Linked DNA regions of Sus scrofa: region 2 is linked to region 1. A link is a contact called in public Hi-C data. All regions are on one chromosome and are shown on one strand. The core of a region is the stretch at or near the end of the contact, and the rest is flanking DNA. Distances in the headings are between cores, read along the strand shown. Region 1 holds the start of PDCL3 (phosducin-like protein 3). Region 2 holds the start of CHST10 (carbohydrate sulfotransferase 10).

The links. A called contact is a pair of places that touch in the nucleus more often than the background predicts.
Region 2: a Hi-C map of brain shows a contact between it and region 1, with 4 times the contacts expected there. The contact joins the promoter of CHST10 here to the promoter of PDCL3 in region 1. A contact is called at or near these places in 3 of 47 Hi-C or Micro-C datasets (brain, embryonic fibroblasts and epiblast stem cells).

What each region holds. Positions count from the first base shown.
Region 1 is chr3:53,691,610-53,694,309 of Sscrofa11.1, forward strand. PDCL3 (phosducin-like protein 3) reads right to left here and starts at 1,425. Exons shown (of 6, transcript XM_003124899.6): 1 at 1,261-1,425. The coding sequence starts at 1,266.
Region 2 is chr3:53,803,084-53,805,783 of Sscrofa11.1, forward strand. It overlaps CHST10 (carbohydrate sulfotransferase 10), which reads left to right and starts at 1,419. Exons shown (of 9, transcript XM_021087174.1): 1 at 1,419-1,687.

The DNA.
Region 1 (2,700 bases), core at 175-2,674:
ACCAGGATCAAAGGTCAGAAACGTCAATGTCAAAGTGGGTGCTCAGCTCCACAACCCAGCTGCCCAAACTCTGGTTTGCATGGGGGGGGGGGGGCAGGAGCCCGGCTTATGGACCTGGTCTGGAATGCAAAACCCAGGAGTTCTGTGCAAAGGGCACCGGCATAACCAGGCTCCAGCCCCAGCTCCTTCTCCTGGGTCTTGCTGAGATATATCAAAAGAAAAACAAACAGAATCCTTTCAAAGGGCGGTCAGGGAAGGCCTCTAAAGAAGTGAAACTTTTAAGCAGGGACCTGAAGGACAGGGAACAAAAAGCAGGCCAGAGAAGCCATGGAGCTTCCTTTCCACCATCTCTGAGTGTCAGGCTGGTAGCAGAGACACTGTTTTTGGAGATGATCACCCCCTTCAGCCCCCAGCCAAATCCATACTAACGCCACTGCCTTTCAGCCACTGAGTAAGGGGTGAGTTCATCAGAATCCATGACCACAGCGAGATCTGGGAGGCAGGAGAATGACCTTTGGAGGAGGGTCTTTCAAAAGTGACAAAATTCAGTTGTCAGACTTTCTCATAAGAGCATCCATGTCCATGGTGTCTTTTTTTTTTTTTTCATTTTCCTTGGGTTTTAGTCAAATTCCACTAGCAAATTCTTCATACCATAAAAGAACAACACCCCAACCCGGGGGATTTGGTTCTATACATTCTTGACGGAAAGTAACTGGGTAGTGGAACCCTCGGGCTGAGCTCTGGAAGCCCCCGGTCCAAAAGGAGCGCACCAGAACCTGGACACCAATGCTGCGGGGAGAGGGTGAAAGCACCCTTCACCCAGCCCTAGATGTACTCAGGAACACGGGTCCCGCCACTGTTACATTTTCGGACTCCCAGGCGGGACCCCTCCAAGGTTCAGCTTCTATCCGCGCAAGGAGTCCTAACACACCTTCCCAGGTGCTGAGATAGGTAACACGGAGGACGTAACTCCGCCAGGTGGTACCCCGGGTGTCTTTCACAGGCCCCAGGTGACCTCAAGGAAAGGCAGCCCCGCAAACGAGATTTGGGGGTGGGACAGACGGGGTGGGGACCCGCGGGACCACGCCCGCCCATCCCACACTGCGCCTGCGCGGGTCTCGTCTCGCGTGGCCTCCCCAGGCCGCGGCGCCCGGTGCTTCCCACAGGCCCAGCCCGGAGAGCCCGCCTCCAGCAGACCCAGCGGGGCCAACGAGTGGCCGTAACCCCCAAACGTCGCCCCCGACCCACCGGCTAACTCACCTGCATCGTCTCAGCTCGCTCAAGCCCTGCCGGCCTCGGCGCCCCCGCCCCTCAGCTCTCTTCCGCGCACGCGCGCAGCCGCCGGCTGGGCCTTCACCCCGCCCCGCAGGAGCCACCGGGGCGGAGCCAGGGAGGAAGAACGCTCTCCTCTGAGCCTGCGCCCGCTCCTCAAGAAACGGGCGCAGAAACTGTGCGCATGTGCGAGGCAGGACACTCCTACTGTCTGCCTCCGAGTACCGGATCCAGTTCCCCGCGCTGCCTTATTAGGGCAGGTCTTCGGCCCCCGAACGGCTGGGTCAGGTGGGGAGATACCCGGTGTGGAGGCGGTTTCTCTGGCTGCGGACCAGATCGGATGGGAGGTCTTGGCCCAGGAACACAAATAGAAATGCGTTTCAGTGATCCAGTATTACATTAACAATAATGCTGGGTTGCCTGGAATTCGTTCACTATCCTTTTAGCGACGACGTTGAGAGCGGATTATATACCAGGCACTATGCTAGGCTCTGTCCATACAGCAGTGCTCACAACAGACAAAAACGGAAAGGCGAAAGTACTTTCACCTGGTTGAGCCCACGCGATCCCTATTTGCAAAAGTGCTTAGCCCTTTCAGGACTGCACAGGAGGCGCTGAGTAGAAATCTGCGCTCTGAGTTGTAAAATACAGGTGCTGGGCCCCAGGCTTCTGTGCATGCAGCACTCTGAATTTGAGTTAAAAAAGCCATACCCCTCGTTGGACACTTAGGGCTGGGTGGCAAAGCGATTTCCCTCCCTGGACACCTGATCTAAGTGGTCGCCTTCTGTCAAGGAAGCAGACACAGATAACATCTGTAGGCTAGTATAGGACGCTAAGCTTTGGCTTCATTAGAACCGCCTGGGAATCTTTTAAAACTGCAGCTACCCTGGGGCTCCATCCCCAAATTAAATCTCTAGTGATGGGACCTGGAACTGATAGGGCCTTAAATATCTCAGGTGTTGCTAATATACACAACCATTGGTATAAAGTGAATCAAATAATTCCTTGAAGGCAAGGAGCTCTGATTTAATCATTTAAAGGATTCTCAATATTACCTAACTCCTTTCTACAAAATTATAGGTCTTCTTAAACATTTGTTTATTCATTTAATTTATCTGGCAGCAAACTGTGAATGAATTTTCCTGGTCTCACCAGAAAAGTCAGGATCAGGCTAGCTTGGAGTGGGTTTGGCCCAGTGCTCATCCACTGGACTAGAGTGGACATGCCTCATTCCAGCCTTAGCTATTTTGGGAGGCCAACACTCATCTCCACCACAGGCTCCCTCTCTCCAGAGGAGATTAACAAGTCAGATGCTCAAAGTCTACTGACTTCTCTGCATAGAAAGGTGAAAGCTGCCTCTCTCACTTTCCTCAAAGATTCCTTCCTCCTGTGCTCCAGTTCCCAGTCCCTCCCACCTCCCCAGAACTT
Region 2 (2,700 bases), core at 169-2,668, 110 kb after region 1:
TCTGTACCACAACCAGAGCAGCACCAGATCCAAGCAGTGTCTTCGACCTACACCACAGCTCACCAGAACACCAGATCCTTAACCCACTGAGTGGGGCCAGGGACTGAACCTGTCTCCTCATGGATGCTAGTCAGGTTTGATTCCACTGAGCCACTATGGGAATTCCTCCATCACTTTTCCATCCCTTTTCAGGTTGGAATGCACAGGCTGGTGTAACTCCGCCCTACATCCAGGCTGGGTCAGCTCACTGCTGCTTACCTGGCCTGTGCTTCTCCAGGCAGCTTCCAGTGCTAAACTACCCACCAGCTCTCCACCAAGTAAACCCTACCTGGCCTTTTCATTTAAATACAAGTGGGGACCCAGTAAGCTAATTTATGCCCCTTTGTTCATGGCCCCTGCTTCCCCTTTTGTGTATATCATCTCTCTCCTTCTCCCCTGCTTCCTGAAAGTCCTTGAAAGGCTTTGTACCCACGACCTATGGAGGTTTCCAGATTCCCAGGGGTTGAATCTGAGGTGTAGCCTCTGGCCTACACCACAGCTCACAGCAATGCCGGCTCCTGAACACACTGAGTGAGGCCAGGGATTGAACCTGTGTCCTCATGGATGCTAGTCAGATTTGTTTCTGCTGAGCCACGACAGGAACTCAATTTTTTTTTCTTCCCAAGCTATGGGCTTTAATTCCCCCGGATTCCCTCATCCCCCTACTGATTGGTACTCCAGCTGTACTTAAGCCTGGTTTGTGTGCACAGTAGGAGAGAGTGAGATGGGTAGGTCTGGTCACGGCCTTTTTCATAAAAATGTGTGTTCTGTATTTTTTTTTGGAAGTTCAATTATATGAACTGAAGTCTCATCTGTAGAACATTTATGGAAAACAGCTTTTAAATCAACTTATTTTTTTCCCTCTTATTTATTTATTTTTGTGACGTTGCAGAAAAAAAGGAAGACCGGGCCGACCAGCTCAGAGTGTGGAGAGCTGGAAGTGCACTCACTGGCTGCAGCTCCAGCCTTAGAGCCTGTGCCTCCAAGTGGCCAGGGCTGCATTAGGAAGGAGGTGGGGGGGGGGGTTGTGAGGAGGTGGGTGGGAGGCGAGAGGCAGGAGGGGAACTGGGGCGGGAGGGAGTGTCAGGTTTTGCCAGCAGCCCTCCTGGCAGCCATTCAGAGCTCCTGCCCCTGCTGGCGCGGCAGCAGAGGCGGCGGCGGCGGCAGAGCCGGTGGAGGCCGTTGGAGGCGGCCGTGGTGGCAGCCCCGGCAGTGACGGCGCCTGAGGGGGAATGTAGAGGCGGCAGCAGAGGCTGCTGCGTGAGCCAGAGCTGGAGCCCAGCGAAAACCAGCTGCAGGACCTCGTTCCCCTAAGCCAGGCCCCGCCTCCCAGCTCTGCCCAGCCTGGGCCCAGCCTGCTGAGTTCGCGAGCCTCACGCTGTGCCCTCCGCCAGCCGCACAGGGCTTCCAGGTGGTGATGAGGTGCTTTTTGCTGTTTTTTAATTTGGGCCGCGGGAGGGGTAGGAGGGGGAGGTGCTGCAGGCCCCCCCCCCTCCGCCTCCGCCGGCCTTGGCGGCATGACTCCACCCTGACCAGGGGCACGCGAGCGGCTACATTGGAGCAGAGGGCACAGCAGAGGCTGTTCCCACAGAGGAGCACAGTTCTCCACCCCACCTGGAGGCAGCAGCTAGGACGATTCTGAGAGCCGGTAGGTGTCCGGCCACAGCCCTCCCCCGACCCCGCTGGAGGCCGGCTCCCTCCCCTTCCCTGCCTGCCTACCTCCTTTTCCTCCCCCCGGCCGGTGGGTGGCCAGGGCCGGAGTTCACTGCAAGTCGTCAGAACGTTTGTCGGCTGGAGCTCCCCCAAAGTTCAGGTGTGGAGAACCAGAGACAGGAAAGGAGGGGTCCGGGTTTGGGTGGGGCAGGGGGCACTGGTGGCCTGAGCCTGGGAGCTGTGGCCGCTGGGAGCCTGAGCTCTGGGGATCACTTTGTGGCCTCTGCTGTACTTCAGCCTCCCCAAGCTGCAGTCAGCTCGGTGGCAGATCACTGAGTTGAGACCAAAAAACGGGGTTTTAGGGTTGGGGAGGGGGGCTTGGGCGCCATGGCGTAGGGCTGGGGCTCTGCCTGTGGGCTGCTGTCCTCTCCCCAGGTCCTGGAGACTCTTAATTTTTTTTAATGAGGAGGAGCTGCTGGCTTGTAAAATCATATTCCTCTCTCTCAAAGAATTGTATTTGTAACATGGTTTGAAGCAAGCAAGGGGGTATAGTTATTGCAAAATTTAAAAATTGGTTATAACATGCATATTTGGATAGTAACACACCATTTAGGAAGATTGAACTCATGTACTGCAGCTATTCAATTACCATGAAGCAGTAGTAGAACCCCAGTTCCTCACTTAATTACAGGATTTAATTCTGAATTCCATGACTTTGAGAAGAAGCTTCCATTTCTATAGCATGTAAGGTTCAACTCTACAAGTTTTCCCAGTGATATTTCTTGAGATTTACTCTACCTTTTAGGATCCTTTTTATTTCAAAGAAAGAAGGAATAGTTACCTGGAGGAAATATAAAGATACTGCAAAATGACACTCATTAGCCAGTGGCTTACAGTGTGATTGTCATAGGCCTTCCTTCACATTTAAATACTGAACATTCTTTGCTTCTTCCTTTGATGATGAACATATACCAGATTTGCATTTTGAAGGAGGCATGTTATATTACT